6 separate regions of the Mus musculus genome follow, and all the other regions are linked to region 4. Evidence: chromatin contacts called from public ChIA-PET, HiChIP or PLAC-seq and promoter capture Hi-C data. All regions are on one chromosome and are shown on one strand. Each heading gives the region's core, a stretch centred on a gene start, on an enhancer-like site or on the middle of the called end of the contact. The rest is flanking DNA. Distances are from core to core; before and after follow the strand shown. Region 1 holds the start of Slc39a3 (solute carrier family 39 (zinc transporter), member 3). Region 2 holds the start of Dapk3 (death-associated protein kinase 3). Region 3 holds the start of Rps15 (ribosomal protein S15). Region 4 holds the start of Mknk2 (MAP kinase-interacting serine/threonine kinase 2). Region 5 holds the start of Thop1 (thimet oligopeptidase 1). Region 6 holds the start of Adamtsl5 (ADAMTS-like 5).

The links. Promoter capture Hi-C pulls out the DNA fragments that hold promoters and counts their contacts. ChIA-PET counts read pairs in DNA pulled down with a chosen protein or histone mark. HiChIP or PLAC-seq counts read pairs in DNA pulled down with a chosen protein or histone mark.
Region 1: an RNA polymerase II ChIA-PET map of effector CD8 T cells shows a contact between it and region 4, with 10 read pairs. The contact joins the promoter of Slc39a3 here to the promoter of Mknk2 in region 4. A contact is called at or near these places in 9 of 39 promoter capture datasets (cranial neural crest, embryonic stem cells, hematopoietic stem and progenitor cells and 6 more), 1 of 115 datasets of contacts at active chromatin or transcription factors (effector CD8 T cells) and 2 of 9 other capture datasets (adipose tissue and liver).
Region 2: a FOXA1 HiChIP or PLAC-seq map of pancreatic cancer cells shows a contact between it and region 4. The contact joins the promoter of Dapk3 here to the promoter of Mknk2 in region 4. A contact is called at or near these places in 2 of 39 promoter capture datasets (liver and neural stem cells), 5 of 484 Hi-C or Micro-C datasets (CD4 T cells, the N1E-115 cell line, cerebellum and 2 more), 6 of 115 datasets of contacts at active chromatin or transcription factors (Th17 cells, astrocytes, bone marrow-derived dendritic cells and 3 more) and 3 of 9 other capture datasets (adipose tissue, liver and macrophages).
Region 3: a promoter capture Hi-C map of pre-B cells shows a contact between it and region 4, with 5 times the contacts expected there. The contact joins the promoter of Rps15 here to the promoter of Mknk2 in region 4. A contact is called at or near these places in 10 of 39 promoter capture datasets (the 3T3-L1 cell line, the C10 cell line, cranial neural crest and 6 more), 1 of 484 Hi-C or Micro-C datasets (cortical neurons), 6 of 115 datasets of contacts at active chromatin or transcription factors (bone marrow-derived macrophages, effector CD8 T cells, embryonic stem cells and 3 more) and 1 of 9 other capture datasets (adipose tissue).
Region 5: a contact with region 4 is called in an RNA polymerase II ChIA-PET map of memory CD8 T cells, with 20 read pairs. The contact joins the promoter of Thop1 here to the promoter of Mknk2 in region 4. A contact is called at or near these places in 1 of 39 promoter capture datasets (cranial neural crest) and 2 of 115 datasets of contacts at active chromatin or transcription factors (memory CD8 T cells and pancreatic cancer cells).
Region 6: an HNF4G HiChIP or PLAC-seq map of pancreatic cancer cells shows a contact between it and region 4. The contact joins the promoter of Adamtsl5 here to the promoter of Mknk2 in region 4. A contact is called at or near these places in 6 of 39 promoter capture datasets (the C10 cell line, the SN4741 cell line, embryonic stem cells and 3 more), 1 of 15 datasets of contacts at CTCF or cohesin (large pre-B cells), 2 of 484 Hi-C or Micro-C datasets (the AML12 cell line and embryonic stem cells), 3 of 115 datasets of contacts at active chromatin or transcription factors (embryonic stem cells and pancreatic cancer cells) and 2 of 9 other capture datasets (adipose tissue and macrophages).

The regions. Positions count from the first base shown.
Region 1 is chr10:81,034,412-81,038,899 of GRCm38.p6, forward strand. Slc39a3 (solute carrier family 39 (zinc transporter), member 3) reads right to left here and starts at 2,904. Exons shown (of 4, transcript NM_001358898.2): 1 at 2,793-2,904; 2 at 507-594.
Region 2 is chr10:81,181,685-81,185,787 of GRCm38.p6, forward strand. It overlaps Dapk3 (death-associated protein kinase 3), which reads left to right and starts at 1,323. Exons shown (of 9, transcript NM_001190474.1): 1 at 1,323-1,412; 2 at 2,292-2,391. The coding sequence starts at 1,400. It overlaps Eef2 (eukaryotic translation elongation factor 2), which reads left to right. Exons shown (of 14, transcript NM_007907.2): 14 at 205-825. The coding sequence ends at 398.
Region 3 is chr10:80,289,808-80,294,044 of GRCm38.p6, forward strand. It overlaps Rps15 (ribosomal protein S15), which reads left to right and starts at 2,624. Exons shown (of 4, transcript NM_009091.2): 1 at 2,624-2,676; 2 at 2,968-3,053; 3 at 3,835-4,069; 4 at 4,160-4,237. The coding sequence starts at 2,674.
Region 4 is chr10:80,673,766-80,677,852 of GRCm38.p6, forward strand. It overlaps Mknk2 (MAP kinase-interacting serine/threonine kinase 2), which reads right to left and starts at 2,528. Exons shown (of 14, transcript NM_021462.4): 1 at 2,316-2,528; 2 at 2,059-2,175. The coding sequence starts at 2,109.
Region 5 is chr10:81,068,122-81,072,061 of GRCm38.p6, forward strand. It overlaps Thop1 (thimet oligopeptidase 1), which reads left to right and starts at 1,962. Exons shown (of 13, transcript NM_022653.4): 1 at 1,962-2,157. The coding sequence starts at 2,142.
Region 6 is chr10:80,345,960-80,350,056 of GRCm38.p6, forward strand. Adamtsl5 (ADAMTS-like 5) reads right to left here and starts at 2,489. Exons shown (of 13, transcript NM_001285435.1): 1 at 2,397-2,489; 2 at 1,598-1,666.

The sequences.
Region 1 (4,488 bases), core at 1,654-4,153, 360 kb after region 4:
AGACACACACTCACATACATGCACACAGACATGCATTCACACACATGTACATTCACACACACGTGCACACAGACACACATTCATGCAGGGCACAGGAAGCTGAATATATTTAGCTCCTGGTTCCGTGCTGACAGCTGCTTGGTAGCCACCTGAGCTGAGTAGCTTCCAGGTTAAACACAAGCATGGAATGATCCCATTGGTGCTAGAGCACTCTCATGGTGTTGCTGCCCTGACAGAGAATCTCAACCTGTTACCCCAAGGATAGGCCTTACATAACTGGTGTCAACTCAACTCAACTCACACCAGCCTGCCAGAGTCCTGATTGCCAAGACTGTGCCAGCCCCAGGGTTTTTACACAGACTACTTCGTCTGCCTGGAGCATCCCCGCCCTGCCCCACCCCACCCCACATCCCTGGATCCTCCACAGGTATCTTTATATTTTGTCCCTGGGAAGGCCTCCTGCAGACCACCTGACTCCTGCTCCCAGCTGCAGCCCTGGTACCCACCTTGAGGCTTGGTGCAGGGCAGGTGCAAGGTGGCAGCTGGCTCAGTGGATGTGGTGGCCAAAATGTAGGGTTGTTCTTACGTGTTCTCCTGCCTCACAAAGCATGGTTCATTAGGAGTGAAGCTGCTTCCCTCGTGCTGCTGAACACACCCCGGCTCACCCTCTGCAGTCAGCGGCATCCTGTCCCTGCCCTAGCCCTGTCCCTTCTACTGCACCAAAGGGACTGTATATATCTGGGTTGTCCTGGAACTTTGGAGGTGGAGAAAGGGGACCACAGGGACATGCTGTCCAGCCACTCTGGCCCAGTCAACAGCTCTAGGCTCTCAATGCTGAAAGTACTGGGTGCCTTTCCAGAGGACCTGGATTTGGTTCCCAGCACCCACATGGTGGACCACAACCCACCTGTAGATCCAGCTCCTGGGGACCCAATGCCCCTCCTGGTCTCTGCAGGCACCAGGCACATAAGGGGTACATGTGGGGAACTGAAGGCTGGTCTCCAGTCAAACTGAGGTCTGAACCCCGATGGTTATAATTCACCTAAATGACACGGTAGGTGTTCCCTCATGCTCCTGGAACTCCGGCCCCTGACTAAGGTACCACCTCCCACAGCCCCCTCAAGAGAAGCATGGTCAGTAGTCATGTAAGCAATGGCCCAAGCTTCTGACCTTCAGGCTAAACTCCTCCCCAGTTACCTAGCAACAGGGAAGACCATAAATCTCTCTCTCTCTCCCTCTCCCTCTCCCTTTCTCGCTCTCTCTCTCTCTCTCTCTCCCTCTCTCTCTCTCTCTCTCTCTCCCTTTCTCTCTCTCTCTCCCCTGCATTTCTATAATAAAGCTCTTAAATGAGTCAGGCATGCTCACCCTGGGCCCTGTGGAAAAGCGTCCGGCAGCTCTGCCTGCATCTGCCTGCCCAGAGCACAGGAACCCTAGCAGGACGTTAGACCCCTTTTCCTCCCCCACTTTTCCCCAGGGCCCCCAGGGTCCCCCTTTATTTTGTTCCCAACAGGTGCACAGCCATGAAAAGAAGCAAAACACACATATATGTAAAATGTTAAATTATGGGAGCGATCAAGGAAGACACTGATATGGAAGTTTAGGCTCCTCACGTGTGCACATACACGGTCTGAAGGGATGTGACTATCATCTTAGTACACAGGAGGGTGAGGCGGGACAACGGCTACACATTTGAGACCAGCCTGGACAGTGAGGAAGACCCTACTTCAGAATAAAGTAATACAACAAAATTTAAAAAGAAAATACAGCCGGGCAGTGGTGGCGCACGCCTTTAGTCCCAGCACTTGGGAGGCAGAGGCAGGCAGATTACTGAGTTCGAGGCCAGCCTGGTCTACAAAGTGAGTTCCAGGACAGCCAGGTTTACAAAGAGAAACCCTGACTTGGAAAGAAATATAAATAAAGAAATGAAATAATAAGATAAGATAGTAGCAGCAGAGACACTCTCAGCAGTTGAGAGCACTGGCTGTTTTTGCAGATGACCAAGGTTCCATTCTAGCCTAGAAAGATCTATCTATTCCCCTCTTCTGGCCGCTTTGGGCACTGCACACATGTGCATAAACACAGACACATAAAATAAATTTGAAAAGTAAATTTTGTCGAAAAAAAAAAGAAGGAAAGTAAATTTTAAAAATGAAAATAGGCCGGGCAGTGGTGGCGCACGCCTTTAATCCCAGCACTTGGGAGGCAGAGGCAGGCGGATTTCTGAGTTCGAGGCCAGCCTGGTCTACAAAGTGAGTTCCAGGACAGCCAGGGCTATACAGAGAAACCCTGTCTCAAAAAACAAAAAAAACAAAAACAAAAACAAAAACAAAAAAAAAAATGAAAATAAAATACGAAAGAAAATTAGGATGAAATAAATAAGGTTAAAATTAAGTTAAACTTTAAAATTAAAATATTCTAGAGGAATATTATAAAGGACATAATTACTATAATTTTTTAAAAAATTAACAACAAAAATAACTCCCTTAAAGTCCTTCCCTCCACTGCTGTGAACACAAGGCAAAGTGCATACAACAGGCGCCCAATTGATGCTAGAAGACAGGGTCAGGTAGGGATACCTCGGGTGCTCTCAAAATCGGGCCAGTCGGGGCAGGGCTGGCGGGCGACAAGCTCAGTCTTTCCTTAATCACTTATTGTGCGCCTACTGTGTGCTCCACTCAGCCTCACACTGAAGCAAAGACTCTGTGAACAGGCAGGCACGGTCGGCCAGGGCCCTCGGCTCCGCCCTGCCCCAAGCCCGCCACGCCCAGGCCACGCCCTGACCCCTCTTGTACCTCTGACAGCTCCTCAGGCCTCCAGCCAGTGCCACCTGCCGCCAACTGCCCCGCGGTCCGGACCCCGCCGCAGCGGACCAGCCGAGACCCCCGGGGCTGCGAGCTGCTACCTACGCCCCGCCCACATCAGCGTCTATTGGACACTGTCAGTGCCACTCGACAGAACTCATAGTCCATTGGTCGATGCTGCTGCCAATCCTTCTGCAACGCCTACTGGCTCCGGAAAGCAGTTTTCTCCTTTCTAAACATGAGTGCAGCTACCAAATGATTCCGATAGAAAACACTACTTGGCAACATAGTTCCGGAAGTAGGGCCTCCATCCCGGAGCTGTCCAGGGTCGCGTGGTACTGAATGAGTGTGGCTGGAGGCTTGGCAGGAAGCGATTTCCTACAGCGAATGGAACATTCTTGAAGTCTTTCCTCGCGGCTTAAGAAGATACAGGCGTCCACCAAATATCTATTGATAGCCAGAATAAATTCAAGCTCAAGAGGTCTACTGTGCCCCTCAATCACTACAGTTACTAACAATGTAATCATTCTACCCATACCTGCAGCCTAGGAAATGTCTCCTGAAGTGACATGGCACCTGAGTAGAGCCTACAGATACTACACAGTATGCCTTATTTTTACATTCATTTGTTTGAGCTACGGTCTTGCTGAGCAGCCCAGGCTGGGTGGCATGCAGAAAGCTCAGAATCCTCCTGCATCAGCTTCCCGAGCGCTTGGATTGTAGGTGTGAGTCACCATACCTGGCCTCCTGCTATATCTAGAGCACCTCACACAATATGTATGCTGTGTAAACCGTGCTTTTACTGTGCTAGACAACAAAGATGACAAAGACGCTTCATTCACTGCAGATCAAAGCTTTACAGAACACTATAGTTTTACACATGGTGATGTATGTCTGTCATCCCAGCACACTCTGGAGGCTGAGGCAGAAGATCCATGTACTCTGTCTTCCAAGACTGGCCTACAGAATGAGACACTGTATCAAAAGAGCCATGCACAGCACACTAACACATGAGCCTACCCTGATGTATGTGACATGAGCTTCTCGTATTTTCACTTATTTATTTGGTTTTTGAGACAGGGTTTCTGGCTGACCTAGAAGTCACTCTGTAGACCAGGCTAGCCTCAAACTCAGAGATATGCCTGCCTCTGCCTCCCAGAGTGCTCAGAATAAAAAATATGCGCCACCATTGTCCATCTAAATAAGTAAATAACTTATTTTTTTAAAGATTTATTTGGTTTGATTTTATGTGTATGAATGCTTTGCCTGCATGTCTAAGTGCCATGTGTGTCTCTGGTGCCCAAAGAGGTCAGAGGAAAGTGTTGCATGACCTTGGGTCAGAGTCACAGGTGGTCCTGAGCTACAATGTGTGAAACAAACCTGCATTCTCTGTGAGAGCAGCCAGTCAGTCTTCTTAACTGATGAGCTGTGTTCAGTCCTCCTTTCTAATTGTTAAATAGTATTCTATTGTTTGGATTAACTAACTATAGATCTGCTTGAATTTTGTTGGAGAGTTGGGGTGTTTCCAGATAAAAGTCATTTCTTTTGTTTTGTTTTGTTTTTCAAGACAGGGTTCTCAGGACAGCCTTGGCTGTCCTGGAACTCACTCTGGAGACCAGGCTGGCCTCCAACTCATTAATCCGCCTGCCTCTGCCTCCCAAGTGCTGGGATTAAAGATGTGCACCAC
Region 2 (4,103 bases), core at 73-2,572, 510 kb after region 4:
GGGGTGCAGAACAGAAGCAGATTTCTGTCATCACGGCCAGCTTGCTTAAGGGTGCCAGGAAAGACAGAGCTACAAACTACACAGAGAAACCAAAACAAAGGACCCAGGAATCCCTCCTGGGAGGGGTGGCAAGACAGCTAAGCATGTCCCCCCCCCACCCCACCCCCCCAGGGAAGTCACCTGAGTCTCCTGTCTTCTGTCTAGGCTTCACCGCTGATCTGCGATCCAACACCGGCGGCCAGGCCTTCCCCCAGTGCGTGTTTGACCACTGGCAGATCCTGCCTGGGGATCCTTTTGACAACAGCAGCCGCCCCAGCCAAGTGGTAGCTGAGACGCGCAAGCGCAAGGGCCTGAAAGAGGGCATCCCAGCGCTGGACAACTTCCTGGACAAACTGTAGGCAGCCTGATACTGCCACATGCTGCACAGTGCCCACCCATCAGAAGACACCTTGAGACTGTCCCACAGTGCTCCTCTAGAGGCTGCTGGGGCCACCCTGACATCACTCAGCACTCACTTGCTACCAATTCTATTTATTTCGGAATTACAAGATAGCGGGAATCTCTCTGCAGGCTGGACTGGCAGGCTGTGGGGTGGGCGGGACACGGCTCTTAACATTTTCAGAGGGAAACGCGCAGATGTCCAAAAGTCTAAATAAATGCATTCAGAGGTTTTTGGGGTCCATGGCCAAGTGGAGTTCCCCCAGAGGGGGAGGTGGGGTAAGTGCCTCCAGGAAGGCAGGCAGCCTGCCTTAGACTTGCAGCCCGGCTGTGGGAATGAATCATTGGAGTAATAAACTACAGTGGTTGATCCACATGTGCTCGCAACTCTGTTTTGTACAGCGCACGCTTTCCTGGTTTTCAGGGTATCTGGCTACCCTTAGGTGGCCTGCGGTGATTCACACATAACACACACACTGCACCCCGTGCGACAGAATGGGTTTTATTGTGAGTTCACAGTACTGCCTCAGTCCATTCCACAAACTTGAATCACTCCATAGACCTGCACATCAGGGGTTTGGTCTGCGCATACCCGGCTCCAGGTTATTGGCTTTCAGCCTCTCGCGTTAGCCAATCATCAGCCAGGAGCCCAATAATGATGTGCTCCACAAGGGCGGTGTCGAGCCTTCCTGTGAATCTGTCAGGCTGGCCAATGAGCACTGGACTCTCGCCTAGCCTTGGGTGATGACGTCACTAGTCAACGTCCGCTTCCGCTGAGAGGTCAGATGCTAACCAATGAGCGTGTGCATTCAATTTCCGGTTAAAGTCGTAGTCCAATGAGCGCTGGTTTTCGGGTTTTGCGGAGGTGTGCCCCTGCGCTGTCAGCGCATGCGTAGATGCCGTCTCAGGATTTGTACCGGAGGTTCTCGCGGGGGCCTCGCTGGCACCGGGCGGGGACTCGATGGCTGAGGACGGTACGAATGGGCCGGGTCCGGGACGTTGTGTTGGGACCCAAGGGACACGCGACGAGGGCGGGAGCGAGGGGAGGGAACCCGCGAGGGGCATGGCTTTCTCCAATCTCGAGGGGTGGACCTCTAGGAATAGCAACACTGCTGCGCATGTGTCAGGTTTCCGGCGACACCCCTGAGTTCCGGGGTGCTGGTGGGCATGATTGACAGGTGAGGAAGCTAGGTAGGAATTTCAAGAGCCGGACGCTATGGAAGTGTTTCGAGTAGAGAACCCCACGCTGACTTGGAACTCTGTTTAATCCTCCAGCCTCAGCCTCTTGAGTGCTAGGGTAAAGGGCACCTGACACTGTATTGTGTTTTATAGTTTTGTACATATATATATATATATATATATATATATATATATATATACTGCTTGAGAGATGTTGTTCCGCTTCTTTTAGTTATATCTATGCTTGTTTCTGAGAGGGGTGTCACAGTGCCCGCAGGTACCTGAGGTTCCTGAAGAGAGCGTTAGAGGTCATCAGGCCTGGGAGTTAGAGATACTAGTGAGCACTGGAAACTGAACTTGGAGACTGTGCAAGTACAGCACCCACTCTTACCGTCTCAGCCATCTCTCCAGTCACTTGAGCTGGTCTCATGGAACTCAGGCTGGCTTGTAACTCACCAAGTATTTGAGTATGCTCTTGAACTCGTAGCCGTGCAGCCCTCCGCTCCCCAGTGTGGGGTGTCAGGTTTGCTCTACCATGACCAAATTGTGGGTAGAGGCTGTAGATGACCAAAGAAAATCTGGGGCAGGGGCATTGTGTGTCACATATGCTGGGGAAGCCTCTTGGGAGAAGTCGGATCCGTGATAAACATTTCCTGTTTCCTCTGTCCCTCCAGCTCCTGTGTCCCCAGAATCCTTCAGAAGGCCAGCCGCCATGTCCACATTCAGGCAAGAGGATGTTGAGGACCATTATGAGATGGGAGAGGAGCTTGGCAGGTGAGTGGCGTGGGAGGTGGGTGCCCTTCCTCTCCTCAGTGTCTTGAAGCAGTGGCCACAGAGTTTTCTGGTGGTACCACGCCAGACTTCAGGTTCCCAGATGACAGGGAACCTGAGTTCCTTTTCTCTCGTGTCCTCTGTGGAGAGAGACACAGAGACCTGTAGCTGCTGCCCCTGAGCCGGGGACAGTGCCTCGGAGCATTGTCTGCTATGGGATTGTTCTCAGCTCGGTTTCTTCTTTTCCCCCATGAGACAGAGTCTTACTATGTACTCCTGGCTGGTCTGGAACTTGCTCATCACAGAGATCCTCCTGCCTCTGCTTCCCAAGTGCTGGAGCTAAAGGATTGCACCACCACCCTGGCCTTGGCTGATTTTGATTTTGGTTTTTTAAAGGCAGGCTCTCATGTCCCCCAGATTGGCCTTGAACTTCTTTTATGTAATTACTATATTTTGTGTGCATATGTGTCTTAGTCACAGCACAGCTTCCTGGAGTCTGTGCTCTCCTCTCCCATGCGAGCCAGTTCCAGGGACTGAGCTCAGGGAGTCCTTGGCAGCCCTGGGTGATGTCCCACCACACTGCACAGGCTGTTTTACGACTTGCTGGGTCTGCCTTTCTTGAGTTCTGTACATGGATGCTTTTATACTGGTGTCTCCCCAGTGCCGGGATGGTTCAGGACACCGTTTTCTGTTTGGTGTTTCTTGAGAAAGCCAGATTCTCTTTCTAGGCTAGCTCTCATGCCTGTCCGTGCTTTGGAGCCCCCTCCCTCTTCCCCCTCCCACCTCCTCATGCCAGGCCCTTCCTCTTTCTAAGGGGCTTCAGACCTTATTTGGTGAGTTCTGGGCCAGCCTTCTGGGGGCATCAAGGCCCGCCCTATGATGTCATCCCCATGGAATGTAAATAACCTTCCCAGTACTAGGCAGGCTGAGGAGGAGTTTTCCTGCCTAGGGACCCTGAACCACTTCCTTCTGGAGTTCCCCACCCCAGCCCCCACCCCTGAGAACCTCCCGGCTGCCATCCCAGTAGGGCTTCAGCGATGTTCCTGTCATGTGCTGGTCACATCTATGAGCCTACTGCTAGGGAAGTAGGGACATCTCGTGCCAGGGATGTGAGACTCAGACTGAAACATAAGATGGGACACTGGAGAGGCGGCTCAGTGATTACAGCACCAGCTGCTCTTGCAGAAGTCCTAGGTTCGATTCCCAGCAACCACATGGAGGCTCACAACCACCTGTGACTCCAGCTCCAGGAGTCTGACACTCCCACTGGTCTCTGTGAGCAAAACTTGTAAAAACACAGAAAGAAACACAGAGGCCTTCTCACATACCACACACCAACTCACCCTGACAGGTAAGTATGGACAATTTAGCCCTTACGTAGTCAACACTCTGAGGGTGGGTCCAGGATCCTGAGCTCCTCACAGGCATTGATGCTCATCTAGCAAATGAGGATGTATTTGTGCATAACCCATGCATGGCACCCTGTGTAATTTACATAAAGTGTTTATGGTGTTGGGGTAGGTGGACCCAGGCCCCAGGCCTGCCACTCTGTACACTTGCTGCCTGGATCTCTGTTTTTATTTTTTTAATTTCTATTTTGACTTATTATGAATACAGTGTTCTGCTGCATGGATGCTTGCGTGCCAGAAGAGGGCTCCAGCTCTCAATACAGATGGCTGTGAACCAACAAGGGCAGTCAGTGCTTGTAACCACTC
Region 3 (4,237 bases), core at 1,374-3,873, 380 kb before region 4:
ATGTCTGAAGGCAGCAACAGTATACTCACATAAATAAATCAAAAAGTATGGCCAGGCAATGGCAGGTGGATTTCTGAGTTTAAGGCCAGCCTGGTCTACAGAGTGAGTCCCAGGAGGCTGTTTAGGGCTGCACAGAGAAACCCTGTCTCGAAACAAAAAGAATGACCAGGCATGAATGCTCGCACCTTTAATTCCAGCACTTGGAAGGCAGAGGCAGGTGGACTTTTGAGTTCACAACCAGCCTGGTCTATACTGTGAGACTGTCTCAAAAAATAAAAAAATAATAATAATAAAAATAAATAAAAAGAGCACGCTCCTCTCACAGCCGACCCAGTTCTGTTCCCAGCTCTCATGTATTCAGTTGTTCAGTTGTACATGGATAGTGTACAACTCCAGGCCCAGGGGGTCTGGCCTTGGTTCCTGTGTGAGTACCACACACAGGTGCAAAGAAGATAAAATCTGTGACTCGGTTTTAGCAGTTCAGGGTCATCCTTAGCTACATGAGTTTGAAACTTCCCTGGGATACATGAGACCCCACTCGTCATCTCCCCAAAACTATGTGAGTACCAGCTATCCTGGGGAATCAAGTGAGACACCTCAGCCATGCAAAGGGAGATGGGACCTGTGTAGACTGCTTTCAAGTATTTGTGACTAAATGGGATTGCCCCCAAATTATGCAAAGCCTCAGGAGGGCCCTAAGGAGACAAAGACAATTGGAGCTATGAATTTGAGGCCAGCATGATCTCTATAAACCCCTTAACCCCCACCACCACCAAAAAAAATCAAAAAACAAAAACAAAAACCTTATGTGGGGAAGGTAGATGGAGAAACAACTGTCTTAACTCCAGCTCCAAGGGATCTAGTGTACCTAGCCCCAGTGCCAGCATCCATGTGCACTCAACTATAATCAGACCTTTCTTGTTTTGTTTTGTTTTTATCCAGACAGGGCTTCCCTGTGTAGCCCTGGCTGTCCTGGAACTCACTCTGTAGACCAGGCTGGCCTTGAACTCAGAAATCTGCCTGCCTCTGCCTCCCAAGAGCTGGGATTAAAGGTGTGTGCCACCACCGCCCGGCCCAAGGGAGTATTCTCTTTTTTTTTTTTTTTGGTTTTTCGAGACAGGGTTTCTCTGTATAGCCCTGGCTGTCCTGGAACTCACTTTGTAGACCAGGCTGGCCTCAAACTCAGAAATCCACCTGCCTCTGCCTCCAGAGTACTGGAATTAAAGGCGTGCGCCACCATGCCCGGCTTGGTTTTTTCACATGATGTTTCTCTATGCAGCCCTGGCTGTCCTGGCCACTACTGTCCTACCTCTCCTCTCTCTTTAAAGACAGGGATGGTCTTTCTATGCATCCCTGGCTGGCCTGGAATTCACAGACCGCTCTGCCTTCTGTGTGCTACACGTGCCTCTGCTGGACTTTGCTACTTCGTGGGCTTCTTTTTCTTCCATCCTTCTCCACCTTTTTCCTCCTAGCCTTCCAACCCCCAACACTAGATAAGAGAGAAAATGTTGGAGCTGGGCGTGGTGGTGCACACCTTTAATCCCAGCATTTGGGAGGCAGAGGCAGGCGGATTTCTGAGTTCAAGGCCAGCCTGGTCTACAGATTGAGTTCCAGGACAGCCAGGGCTACACAGAGAAACCCTGTCTTGAAAAACAAAACAAAACAAAACAAAAATAGAAAATGCGGCTTCCTTTCCAACATTCATTCATATTCTCTCTCTCTCTCTCTCTCTCTCTCTCTCTCTCTGGTTTTTCGTTTTTTGAGATAGGGTTTCTCTGTGTAGCCCAAGAGCTGGGATTAAAGACAAAGACTTGCCGGGCGTGGTGGCACACGCCTTTAATCCCAGCACTTGGGAGGCAGAGGCAGGTGGATTTCTGAGTTAGAGGCCAGCCTGGTCTACAAAGTGAGTTCCAGGACAGCCAGGGCTATACAGAGAAACCCTGTCTCGAAAAAACAAAACAAAAAAAAGACAAAGACTTGTGCCATCACACCTGGCTTCTATTTTATTATAAAACGAAACACTCACTGGGTCAGGGAGTCTAAAGCCAAGTCCCAGGATGGTGGAAAGAGAGCACTGATCTCTCCAAGTTGTCTTCTAATTAACCACTCACTTTTGAGGTGGTAGGCTCACACATCCCACAAGAAAAGCAGACAGCCTGGAGGTGGTAGCTCACGCCTTTAATCCCAGCACTTGGGATTAGCCTCTGGCCAGCCTGTTCTACAGAGCGAGTTTCAGGACAGCCAGGCCTACACAGAGTCCCTGTCTTGAACCTCCGTCTCCCCCAAAAATGTATGTATATATTTTGCTATTAGGAATCATAATTGTAAATATCTGATATGCAGGATATCTGATATGCCACCTCCAAAGAGGCTGTGACCCACGGGTTGAGAATCACTGCTTGAGACCTTGTACATGAGAGAGGCAGAAACACAGAGACAGAGAAGACAAAGAAAACCAGGGACAGAGAGACAGACACACTAACAAAAACCCCAAAGGGAGCCACGCCCCTCCGGAGGGTAGCGGCGCTTTTGCTCTGGCCTCCGGACAGCGGGGGGCAATGGCGAGTATCCGCAGAGCGGAAGCTGTTGAGCGGTGGAGGCGGGCCCTCCCGGCAGAGCTCGCGATAACTGCGCAAGCGCAGCCCGTACTTCCTTTTCCGAGTAACCGCCAAGATGGTGAGTATTCGTGCACGGCGGTCTGTGCTCCCGGGTATCCGTCGCCATCCTCCCGGGGCCCTTTCGCAAGACTCTGGACTCGCTGCCTGGGGATGTAGCGATGTGCTCGGGTGCCCGGAGACTGCGGATGGCGGGTGCGGAAGGGCCCGGATGGCTGCGGGCGGCCGCGGGGCTGTGTGTCCCCTCGCCCGTCCGCCGTAGCTTAGAGGAGCGCGGCTCGCGCAGCTCAGGTCCCTGGGCTCCCGGGTAAGGTTGCCGAGCCCCTGCTAACCCCGACTCGCGCTCACGCAGGCCGAAGTGGAGCAGAAGAAGAAGCGCACCTTCCGCAAGTTCACCTACCGTGGCGTAGACCTCGACCAACTGCTCGACATGTCCTAGTAAGAGGCCCCGTCACCTTAGTCCCGCCGGGTCGCTGGCCCGTTTGTACATTTTCCTTTTCTGTGGGTGGTGCTGGAAATAGAGCCAGAACCTTTGCACATGTCACATGGGAGAGGCAAGGAAGGGTCTCGAGTGCCGGGCAATGGTGGCGCACGACTTAATCCCAGCACTTGGGAGGCAGAGGCAGGGGAATTCTGAGTTCGAGGCCAGCCTGGTCTGCAGAGCGAGTTCCAGGACAGCCAGGGCTACACAGAGAAACTCTTGAGTCGGAAAAAAAAAAAGGGACCCGTGTAGCCCAGGCTCTCCTCGAACTCCTGATCCTCTCAACCTCCCTAATGTTTGGGTCACCATCACGGTGCAGAGCATCAAACTCGGGGCGTCCTAGCCTCCTAGGCAAGCGCTCTAGATTGTGACCTCAACTCGGCCCCTGCTACAGTTGTGCAGTGTTCGACAGTCTTATGTAGACAGAACTACCTTGCCTCAGTCTCCCGCTGACTGGGCTCACAGGCCTCCCTGTGACCTTGGGGAAAATCAACCACGGATAGGTAATTTGTCTGGGTGGGCTGTCAAAGGAAAAGGTTTGATCTCGGCTTACGTCACTGCCTGTGGAAGCTGGTGGATTCATTTTAGAGGGTTGTGCCCTGAAGGTTGACGGCAGTGCTATGGAGGACTTGTCTTTAGTGAGCTCCCGGCATGTTCCTTTCTGGGTGTGAAAGAAATGGAGCAGTGCTGGCGCAGCATGCTGTCCCCGGGTCTCCAAACCACCCCCTTCTCCCACAGTGAGCAACTGATGCAGCTGTACAGCGCCCGCCAGAGGAGGCGCCTGAACCGTGGTCTTCGGCGGAAGCAACACTCACTGCTCAAGCGCTTGAGAAAGGCCAAAAAGGAGGCACCACCCATGGAGAAGCCTGAGGTGGTGAAGACGCACCTGAGGGACATGATCATCCTGCCGGAGATGGTGGGTAGCATGGTGGGCGTGTACAACGGCAAGACCTTCAACCAGGTGGAGATCAAAGTGAGTTGTGGTCCGGGAGTGGCTGGGTGGGTGGCTTTTCTCTGTGCCAAAGCTGCTCACACCACTCTGCTTCCTCCTCTCAACCTGCAGCCAGAGATGATCGGCCACTACCTGGGCGAGTTCTCCATCACCTACAAACCCGTGAAGCACGGCCGGCCCGGGATCGGT
Region 4 (4,087 bases), core at 1,278-3,777:
AAGACTGGGACACATGGGACAGCCAGAACCTAGCACAGGGATTGGCTGGCTGGAGCACACCTTTCAGGGAGATCCCCAAGCGCTAGCTTACAGTCTTCCAGCTTGCACATTAAAGACAGGAAAACAGGGCTGGGCTCTAGCTGAGTTCATAGAGCACCTGTCTGGCAGGCATGAGGCCCCAGACTCCATCACCAGTACCTCTTAAAACTCCAGAAAGAAAACCAGAAACCCAGGTAATAAAGCAGGCGGCCTGGCGGGTGTGTGTGCTATCTGACTAGCTGCAGACTGAGGCTACCTGAGCAGCAGTAGCCTGGCTTCCAGAAGCAGCCTCATAGGGTGGGGTCCCAGGAGGGAGTTGAGGTACCAGTCCCTGGCCACCTACAAGGCTGCCTAACAGCCAGCTCCCCACAGTCCCAGCTCAGTGCAGAGCCCCACAGTGGCCACGCAGAGGGCAGCTTGCAGTCCCAAGTGCTGTGTGGGCAGTCCAGTCTGGTCCAGCCAGCCTCCCCTGGGTCTGGCTGAGGGCCTTGAGTCAGCAGGCCTGGCAGGAGGCGGCTCGAACCATCTAGAAAGCCAGGGTTTGCTTTGGCAGCCTTGCTGACCCTCTAGGCTCAAGCAAAGCCCCAGGAGGGCAAAAAAAAAAAACCCACTGTAGGTGACATTCTTGGGTCCATCTCTCGTTCCTGCTCAGCCCCAAATCAAGCTGGCCAAGGATAACAGGCATTTGAGGCAGGGGTGGGGCAGTTGGCCAGGGGCACTGGCTGGACAGGCCTGGGAATTCTTCCCTATCTGCATGCCCCTCCCACAGGGGTGCAGGCACACACATACACACTCTTGCCTTCTCTACAGGGCAACAGGTCCCTGCCCCAGGAAGCCATTACATAATCCAGCCTTCTGGGTGGGGTGGGCAGGCTGACATCACTGCGTCCTTTAGGCCAGGCCCCAAGTAGGGGGCTCTGCCTAGCACCCTGCCCACCTTCACCACCCCCAGATATACTCATCTAAGGTAAGACTCAATCAGCCACCATTAATAACACTACAGAAACTTCCTGTTCTGATAAGAAATAACACTTTGGGCCTGGGGTGTCTTGAGGGAAGGTCTCCACAGGCCACCACCAAGTGTGGAGGTTGCAGTGGGGCAAAGCATACCCATGTGCCAAAGGGTTTCCCCAACAAGGCTTCATCCCCTCTGATCCCAACCAACCGCACAGGCCAGCTTGAGACTACAGTGGACAGATACAGGGTTTCCCTGGAACTATATACACAGAAGTAGGGGAGACGGGGCTGAGAGACTGCAAGGAACATCCAGCCACTGACCACAAGCCAACCTAGGGGAGCTCACAAAAGAGAGAGCTAGGACCTGCTGACGTGCTTTCATCCAGAACAAGGCCAACCTGGGGGACACAGAAAGTGTGGGATCACATACAGAAAGTGGGTGGGGAGCACAAGACTGAGATCAGGCTGATGGCGAGGGACATAGAGCCACCAATCAGTGGTGGGAGTGGGTCCTGAAAGAAAGAGCTACTAGGCAGCCGGGGACAGGTTGTAGCCTGCAACAAGCACACACTGCAGGAAACAAATGTAAAGTCCATCAGAGACCACATACAGAGGTAGGAAAGCCCGGGCTGAGAAACTGCTAGGGACACAGCCACAGATCACAGGGGAGCCTGGGGCAGTTCATGAAGAGTTAGTAGGCAGCTAGAAGCAAGGCTGCAGCTTACTGACTCTCCCAACCAGCACAAGACAGGCCTGGAAGTTGCAAGGAACAGAAACACTCGATTTGCCTAGGATCACACACAGAAACAGACGACTGTGATCGGGCTAACTGCAAGGGACACAGAGCCACCAATCACAAGCCTGGGGGTGGGGGTTGAGGGTCCTAGAAGAGAGAGCTACTAGGAGGATGGGGACAGGGCTGCGGCCTGCTGACCCCCACCACCTCCAGCACAAAAGTCCAATGCAAGCACCCCTCCCAAGCCCTGCACCAGCCTCCCGAGTAGGCTCTGCTTATCCGTCGCACCCGTCACTGCAATGGGACCCCCGGACAGGACCCCTCACCTTGAACGAACGGTGGAAGCCCTGAAGTTCGGCTGTTCTCTTCTGCACCATCTTCAGTCCGGGCCCCACCAGCGGGGGAGGGGACGCGGGGCCCGGGGGGCGGCTTGGGAGGCGACCCTGCGGGCGGAGGAGACAAAGGACCGAGGCTGAGAGAGGCGCTCGGCCGGGCGGAGGCGGCCGGGGCTCGGCGGAGCTCCCGCGCCTGACTCGGGCTTCCTTCCTCCCTCGGAGAATGTCGCCCTTGGCGCCGCGCTCACCGGGGTCGGACACCGGCCGGGGTCGCAGCGCCGTCACCTCACCTAGCACAGCCCGGACCCCGCTCCGAGGACTGCGCGGGGAACAGCGCCGCCACAGCCACCGCTGCTGCTGCCGCCGCCGCCGCCGCCGCCGTCGCCGCCGCCGCCGCCGCCACCGCCGCCACCACCGCCACCACGGACCCCTCCACTGGGCCGCTGCCGCCGAGAGGAGCCGCGCGCGCGGCCGGCGCGGCCACCTTTATAGGCGCGGTCCCGAAGTTACCCCGCCCCTCCGCACCAGTCTCCGCCTTTCTCAGGGAACAGAGGAGGCGGAGCTTCCAGGAGCGTCGAAGGCCGCAGCGAGAAGAGCACGCCGGGGAATGCAGAATACGGCTGCGCGCTCCCGTTTAAGGGGCGGAGCTTAGCGGGGAGCGGAGTGGAGCTGCGCAGCGACCGTGTTGGCGACTCCAAACACGGCTGCGCACTTCGAGCTGGCAGGGGGAAGGGGAGATTCCGAGGGAAGTGGGGCGCGAAGCTTCAAGCGCGCCTGCGCACTCCCACGGTGGGGGCGGAGCGTGAAAAGATACTCGACTGCAGCCGCGTGACCTGGCTGGGGGGTGGGAGAGGACTGTGTGGAGAGGCTGGTGACCAGCCTCCGGAGTCGCCTGCGCCTGCGCAGAAGGGTACTGAAGGCTTCAGTTTGGGCCGTGAGGCCGCCTTCTCCTGTGTCACAGTTGGCCCGCTGGCTTGCGCGCTGCAGGTTCTGCTCCCTGTCCTTGAGCCGGGTGCCGCGTTCAGCTGCCGAAGGAGGGCAAGCCAGCCCTAATTTTACTGAATACTGATGCCCTTGTCCTGTGCTCCAGCTCTGCAATCCGTGATGAACCCTTCTTGAACCTCTTGGGTCCTTTGCAGCCCTCGGTGGGGATAGCTGGGACAAGAAGGGGCTAGGATCCCCGATTCAGGTTCGGATACAGTCAGACCGCGTTGTGCCTGCTGCCTCGGCTGCTTCCGTGCACAAAGAGGTTGTTTTCCCTCTTCAGGGTAGTTTGTCTACAAGTTTTTACCACCACCCTCTACTGAGGCTGGAGCCTCATGAACCTCAAGCAGCTCTTTGTGTGTTTGTGTGCACTCACACAGGTCCTCGTCCGTGTGAGTGTGTGTGCCTTATGCATACAGGTGCCTGGAAAGTCAGAAGAGAGGTGAAATTACACGATGCCTGATGTGGGTGCTGGGCTGTACCCTGGGTTCTCTGTAAGAGTAACAGTTTGGCTTAACTTATGAGTCATCTGTCTGACTCCCGAGCCTCATTGTCGTCATTAGTGATTGCATTGGCAGAAATGTTTGTCTCTAATTCAGATTGTCATGCCTGTACAAGGTTCATTACCTGGACAGATTTGGGCAGGGGATAGAACTTCAGCTCAAGGCAGTCAGGGATCAATTCCTGGCAGACTCAAACAAGGGTCTCTACTCAGCTGTTAAAGGAGTTTGCCACCAATTATAGCCTGAGCCCATTCCTGGGACACATGTAAGAGAAATAGCTTCTACCTGTGGCTAGCTGTAGCATGTGTGTGTGTGTCCACGGGGGCCAGCATGTCTCTGTAGTTTGGGGCTACCTAGCCAGATCCTATCTCAGGCTAACAATTCAAATAAAACATGACACCCACATTCAAGCGTGGCCCACCTGGGTCAGCCGTTCACACTGATGGCAGCAAATAGCTCTAATCTATTTTGTTTCCTGCAACTTAGTTCAAATGCTGGGAAGAAAAGCCAAATTACAAAGCCCTCGTTAAGGT
Region 5 (3,940 bases), core at 712-3,211, 390 kb after region 4:
TCACTACTGCCCGGCGTAGGGGGATTATCTTGATTATGTCAGTCAAATGAGCCAGGAAGGCCCTCAGTCTTGACTCTGGAGAGGCCATTTCCTGGGCAGATCCTAGACTGAGTAATTTCGAGCAGATTTCTGGACCTTGGACCAGGAGTGACTATTGCTTCTCCCTACAGGAACTGTACTTTGAGATGCGTGTTAAAATAAATGCTGTCTCTCCACTATCCTATGTTTTAAAAGTTGCTTATGTGCTTGTGTGCATACACTTAAATGTATGTGTGTGCACCATATGTACACAGCACCTGCTGTGGCCAGAAGAGGACATGGGGTCCCCTGGAGGTGTGAGCGGCCCTGTGGTGTGGGGATCTGAAGTCCAGTCTTCTGGACTTGTGCTATTACTGTCGATGTTTCTGCTCAGATGGAAGGGCACACGGAGACACGGAGCTCAGGAACCACGCAGGGAGCCCTCTCAGCAGAGGTGTTGCAGTTCCCAGGGGAGGATATCCCCGGCTGAGCTGAGGAGCTCAGGAGCCTTGTTTCCCCGCACCCCGCTCTCCCACCCCCCACCCTCTCTTCACCTCGCTTCTTCTTGGCTCTTCCGATGAGAAAGTCACACCAAGCAGAAAATCTCATGTAAGAGATTTATTGGTGGGTTCAGGGTGTGGAGAGATGAATCTTCCCTCTTCTCCTGGGAGTAAAACATTAGGGAATTAGACAAAGGGCGGGGCTTACATAGAATTTCTTAGGAGGCAGGGCTTTTCAGGGCAGAGATTTCCAGATTAACGATTGGTGGAATTTCAAGTCCTGAGCTTGAGGAGCTCAGGGATTGGTGGGTTTTCCTGTTCGGGGATTGGTGACTTTTTTCCCCCTCACCCTCTTTACCCTGCATCAGGCCCATGGGTTAGTGTGAAAGTCCTTCCAGGCCACAGCCAACTTTTGCTGAGGCGCCATCTCTGTGAGGCTGCTCAAGGAGGCTGGAGATGAGGTCCTATCACTGTGGGACAGTTCCTGTAGGACAGCTCCTGCAGGGGTGTTCTTGAGGGGCAACCTCTGTTGTGTTGGGAAAGGTGATACACTACTGTAGACAGTTCTTGTGACAGCTCCAGGCTGAGGAGATGTCATGGTGCCAACATTTTAACAGGAGCCGCCAACAGCTCCTAGGAGGCATCTTAACGTGCCACAGGCTGGTGCAGGAAGGAGGGGCCAGCCCTGGCTTTTGCAGTACACCGATTATCAACTACACTTGACCACAGAGCCATCTCTCATGTTTTTTCAGACAAGGTATATAGTCCAGGCTACTCCTGCAGGTTGCAGGTTGGGTCAGTTTTGTTTTACTTGGACTGAAATTGCAGGTATAAGTCAGCACACTCAGCTTACAAAAACAAAACAAACAAGCAAAAACCCGTGGCGGTTCTCACTTGCATTCCCAGAACCCAGGAAGCTGGGGCAGGAGGATTGCTACGAATTTGAGGCCTGTCAGCAAATTCAGACCAGCCTGGGCTACATGAAACTTTGTGTCAAAAAAAGGAAGGAAAGAAGGAAGAGAAGGTTGGAGGGAGGGAGAGAGAGAGAGAGAGAGAGAGAGGGAGGGAAGCCAGGCATGCTGGAGCACTCTGGTCATCTCAGAACTCAGAAGGTGGAGTCATGAGGAACTGGCTGAAGAACAAAAAGAAATGAATTGAACGAACAGACCAAGCACAAACGCACACAGCCTGTATAGAGTGAAATCCTCACAGAAAAGGCAAGGCAGAGAGGGTGTTAGGTTTCCATGGAAACAGCATCCTGGCGTTCCGAGGGTGCGTAAGGCTCCGCCTCACTCACCTATGACAGCCAATTGCGGGCTCCACTGTGTTCAGCGCATGCGCAAAATCGCACCACTGACAGGGCAAGCTCGGGATAATGTGGGCGGAACCGCGATGCACCGGCGCCAGACTGGTTGTTCCTGCGCATGCACACTCGCGTTGACCAGCTGCCTTCGCGCGCACGCGCCTTCCTAGCGTGCTCGGAGCTCGCGGGCGGCGGGCGCCTCAGTCTGAGAGCCACAGCAGAGGAACTGGCTCAGGTGAGGCGAGCTCCGAGGAGATCCGGACCGCACAGGCGTGAGGACCAGAGGAGGGCCGTCGCCGCCTCGCGCGCAGCCGACCGCCATGAAGCCCCCCGCAGGTACCGGTCGCCCCTCGCCCAGGCCCTCCCTTTCTCTCCTCCTTCGGGCAGATGGAACCTTTGGGATTCCCGACCCTGACCCCTTCGTCTGCAAAATGAATGAACTAACTTTCCCATGACTTCAACCTCTTGATAAACTGAATTTTAAAAGAATACTTTTCTCATGCTCCCTGCTATTCTAACTAGGGTAAGATGGACTGCCAACGGGGCGATGAGCAAAACCCACACATGGTGTAAAAGGCTCTAGTTCCTGGAAGGCTGCTGGAGACGGTGGCCTGGGAACCTCGGTGCCAGGACAGTGTGCTATCTAGCATCTAGAGAGGACCTAGTAATACTTCCAACTAGGTTCTTTTGTATTTTTAGGATTTGTTATTTTTAACTATTGTTTGTACGTCTGTGTGTGAGTACCTGCACATGTGTGTAGTATTCATGATGGCTAGAAAAATGTGGCCCATCCTCTGCTCCTGGAGTCAGTTACAGGTGGTTGAGAGCTAGCTGCCTTTCAGGGGTGCTGGGAACCAAACGCAGCAAGCACGCTTGATCACAGAGCTCCCTCTCCAGCCTCTTGAGTCAGCAACACAGGGGCTTAGGCTATGGTCACCCCACTTTGGCAGGGCTGGTTGGGAGACCCATCTTTCTCTTGCCAGGTCTGCTGTGTATGTGTGTGGGGCATCCCATATGGTGGAGCTACCAGGCAGGGATTCCCGTCAGTTGTAGACATGACTGTGACCCAAAAAGATGAAGACTTGTTTGGATTTTTTTTTAAACATTATTTAGTGTGCTTGTGGAGGTCAGAGGACAGCTTGCGGGAATCAGTTCTCTCCTTCCACCTAGTCAGTTGTGGGGATTGAACCTAGATCGTCTGCGTTGGCAGCAATCACCTCCAGCTGCTTAGTCATCTTGGGTCCCCTGGACTTGCTTAATCCAGAGAAGGAAACAGAGCCAGTGCCAGCCTCTCTTCCCAAGTGTGGGAGACCGAGACTAGGAGGATCCCACCTCCAGAAATTGCAAGGGTAGCCTGGACAATCTGGCAAGATCCTATCTTAACCCATGAACAGAGGACTAGGGAAACAGCCCAAAGGGCCCTGTGTGTGACCTTCCTGTATCTGAGAGCGGCCTTGGGGGGGGGGGGTGGCGTCTGGAGCTCACACCCATACATTTTCTCATGCCTGCAGATAATCCCCCCAGTCATGATCAGGATCATGGGAACAGGAATAATTGGAATTACTTGCACCTCAGGAACTTGAGGTGCCCTGAAATGGAGGCAGTAATCCAGATGTTTGCAGAAAGATGCTGCAATCCTAGTTCTCCAGATCTTTGCACTCTGTGTTCTCATGGCTGGCTCTGCCCCTACTTGTAATACAAAGCCCTTCGTTTCGCATGTGCGCGTGTCTGTGTGGGGAGGGGGTATCTTCCTCAGTGGCTGCCCATCCTCCTTATTTTTGCTTTTCTCTGTGTAGCCCTGGCTGTCCTGGAGCTCACTCTGCAGACCAGGCTGGCCTTGAACTCACAGAGATTCTCCTGCCTCTGCCTCCCAGTACTGGGGTTAAAGGTGTGCACCACCATCACCCAACCATGGCTTTTCATTTGAGACAGCATCCCGTGTACCCCAGGTTGGCCTCATACTTAATACGTGTGGCTGTGGGTGACCCTGAACTCTTTCTCCTCCTCCCCGCTCAGTTTCCTAAGTGCTAGGATGGTAGGCAGCCCCACCACGCCTGATTTGTATGCTGTGGTGATGGAATGAGAGCACCATGCATACTAGGCACGTGTGCTGCCCACT
Region 6 (4,097 bases), core at 1,239-3,738, 330 kb before region 4:
TACATATACATACATGTGTACATGCATGCATGCACACACACACGCGTGCACACACATGCACACAGTGCAGCGCTGGAAGATGCCAGCAGCATTGACTCCCTTCGCTGAGCTGAGCTACAGTTGCTCCCAACTTGGCATGGGTGCTTGGAACCAATTGTGGGTTCTCTTAAGGAGCAAGGTAAGATCTTGAACACTGGGCTGGTGAGATGGCTCAGTGGGTAAGAGCACCCGACTGCTCTTCTGAAGGTCAGGAGTTCAAATCCCAGCAACCACATGGTGGCTCACAACCATCCGTAAGGAGATCTGACTCCCTCTTCTGGAGTGTCTGAAGACAGCTACAGTGTACTTACATATAATAAATAAATAAATCTTAAAAAAAAAAAAGATCTTGAACACTGAGCATCTCTCCACCTCCTCCTGTGTTTATTTGAGACACTCTCGCTATGTAATCCAGGCTGTCCCAAAACTCTCTATGTGGCCCAGGCTGGTCTGTCAACTCACAGAGGCCCGCCTGCCTCTGCCTCCCAGGTGCTGGGACTAAAGATTTGCACACGTGCTTTTCTTTTTTTCTTTTTTTGGTTTTTCAAGACAGGGTTTCTCTGTGTAGCCCTGGCTATCCTGGCACTCACTTTGTAGACCAGGCTGGCCTCGAACTCAGAAATCCGCCTGCCTCTTCCTCTCGAGTGCTGGGATTAAAGGCGTGCATCACCACGCCCAGCTTTCTTTTTTTCTTTTTTATTTTTTTTTTAGATAGGGTCTTGTAGCCCAGGTTGGTCTTAAACTTCCTGAGTAGCTAAGGATAACCTTGAACTCGTGACCTTCCTGCCTCCCCTACTAGCTCCTGGACAGTGGGCACTGGGCTTTTGCTCTAGGACAGGCTTCTGCTTTCCTTTTGAGATGGGAGTCTTGATCTGTAGCTCAGGCTAGGCTCAAACTCTGAAAAATCCTCCTCCCTTAGCCTCCTGGGACAAAGTTGCTAGTCCTGGACTGCCACACACCCACCTTAATCAGTTCTTCCTATAGACAATGTGTTCTTTTATTTTGTTTTTGTTTTTTTTTAAAGATTTTTATTTATTTATTATATGTAAGTACACTGTAGCTGTCTTCAGACACTCCAGAAGAGGGAGTCAGATCCCATTACGGATGGTTGTGAGCCACCATGTGGTTGCTGGGATTTGAACTCAGGACCTTTGGAAGAGCAGTCGGGTGCTCTTACCCACTGAGCCATCTCACCAGCCCCAGTGTGTTCTTTTATAATGCACAAGGAATCCTTTAAGGACAGTTTTTAGGTGGCTGCAAGTTTAGTCACCCCTTTCATCTACCTTCCTGGGTGGCCAGGAACCAACCATTCCATTTCTCCAGGCCTCGGTTTCCCCATCTGTGCAGTGAAAACCCGCGGAACCCCATCCCTGAGTCTCTGAGAGCCTGTAGAGGGATAATTAATGGAGGCTCATCCAGAAACTCAGGGTGGAATGGATGTCCCCCTCCCAGCTGCCCCCCAGCCTCTGGGGACCGCTGTGCTCCCAGGTACCCCATAGCCTAAGGGACCTCCTCCCCACCCCCAACCCCACCCCGTGGCAGGCGCTGGGCGGCTGACCTGGCCTCCTGCCAACACGTGGGTCATGGTCTCATCTGCCAGAGCTGCGGGCTGCGGTGCCTAGAGGATCTGCGGACAAGAAGAGCAGGGTGGGGCTGAGTGGAGGTCTCAGTTTCCCCAACTGTAGAGACCGGATGAAGTCATTCTCAGCCGACGCCCTCCTCCTCGTGATCCCAGCCTGGCAAGACCAGCCAGGAGGGAAGGGAACCAAGATGAAGTGAGTCCCTTCTGGGCCCGGGCCAGGCTCTCTGAAGGGCACACGGGCTCTCAAAGATCTGCAGCCCACAGGGTCCAGGTACCTGAAAAAGGGGTAAGGAGGACAAAAGTACCCCGGCCCGGCTGGAACCAGGGTCTCTCCGGTTGTCAGCCAATCTGATGTCCTTTAGGACACCTTGGGACCGAGATGGCTGTAAATTGGAAACTCACGGGAACTGCTTCAAGACACTCGCCGGACCCTTCCTTCTGCGGGCCCAGAAACTGGGCTGTCCCGGGAAGGAAGGAAGAAGGAGGCTGGGGAAGGCCATCTCATAACCCCCTTCGTGAGGGGGGCTCCTACCCATGTCTGTCAATGCCCTCTCCCGAGCACCGCATCTAGCACTGCATCCCTCTCCCGCATTGGTGCACCAGTCACTGGGGTGTCGGTCTCCTGAGTTTCAGTCCCATCCCGTAGGAAGTGCGACCCCCAAACTCACCCACCATCCTAGGGATTGCTGCTTTCGCTCCGAGCAGGGAAAGAAACCAATCTCATCCCCGCCGCCACACCGGGTGGAATAGTGGCAGGATGGGAAGAGGGACTTACCATCTGCTGAGAGCCCAAGGCAATACGTCCAAGTTTCCCCGGGACGCCCCGGGGACTGGCGGAAGCGGCGGGGCCCCAAAGTGCGGGACTGCGAACTCGGTCGATCCCTCCCACCCGGGCCTCCTAGGCGCGCCCAGGCTGGGGTCACCGAGGGCGCAGGCCAAGGGCGCCCTCGTGCGGCAGGAGAGGGCGCACGCGTTGGGCCCGGACCTGCGGCAGGGGGCTGACCTACTGTGTCTGACAGCGCAGCTCAGCGGCCCAGCGTTGGTCCTGATATCCTGGGTGCCAGTGACCTTGGGAAGTGCAGCTGCGGGGCGGTGCGCGGGGGTGACTGGACTGCTATTCCGGGCGCCGCGCTCAGGGCCAGGGAATGTGCCTAGCGCTGGGGCTTGGGGTGGGATAGTCCATGCCAGGGCGCCCTCTCACTCTCAGTACCCCGTCCTGCTCCGTAGCACCCCGCAGCCAGATACGCCAGATTTCCTCTCCTCATCCCCATCACCCACTCAGGCCAGGCTCCTAGCTCTGTCCCAACAATCCCTGGGACCCCAACCCAGGTCTCCATCATCCCTGCAACTGGGACTTCCCACCCCGTCCCTGTTACCCCCAATTAGACCTCTCCACGCTGGTCCACATCATTCCCCAGTTAGACCTTCCTGCCTTGGTTCGCATCTCCACCCCCCCCGCCCCCCGACTCCTCACTCGAGTCCCAAGCATCCCCTCACGAGGCCCCGCGCGCCCGCTGGGGGCGGAGGGACCCTCCCTGCCCCACATTCCCAGGCGCTGCCGTCACCAATGCTCCACCCGGTCCCGCCCTCTAGGCCTGGACGCCAGTGCTGCTTCTCTCCACTGGTTTTGGCCTCAAGCCCTCCGCCTCAGTTTCCCATTCCCGGCACTCTGCCAGCCTCTTGTGGACCCCCTGACCCCATCGCCTTCGTGTAGCCTCCCGGCAGCCGGGCAGAAGGACGCCGCACTGCGATGATCAGTGCTGTGTGGACCATGCTATTCCTGGGCGCTGAACTCGCCTCCTCTAGGAAGCCCACCTGGCTGACCTCTGGCCCGCTTTCCTCACAGGGCACGGTGCCTGCTGTATGCACTCCCTGAAAAGCAGACTGCCTGCAGTATTTACTACACATAGAGGACAGTGTCTGCTGTATACACCTGCCTCAGGGAGGTCCTCTGGACAGGGCTCAGCACAGGACAGCCGCTGGAAACATCTCTGAGTGTGACCACTCCGTGACATTATTATGCAAGTCACTGTGTGCACACAGCTATGGCCCAGCAGCCAAGCCCAGTGTGGGGAGGTGGCCATGCATGGCCATGACTCCGATTTCTGACACCCATCATCCTGTTGAAGAAAAGATGCTAAGGCCAGGCATGGGCTGTGAGGAGAACCCCTACAGAACATATAACCACTAAAGGGGCTAGAGGCAAGGGTGGCCTAGCCAGGGTCAGCAGGAGAATGAGAGACAATCCTGACGTCCTGCTGTGAAAGGAAGGGACCTCAGCAAAGCAAAGATGAGGACCGTGTTAGGGAGAGAGAGGGGCCCGTGCAGTAGGAGTTCTGTTCTGGTATACAGTAGGCATGCACTCTGTCCTGGTATACAGTAGGCATGCACTCTGCATGGAGGATATACAGCAGACATAGATTTACAGGAGAAAATATGCAACAGATATACTATCCAGGTAGTGCACATAGTAGGC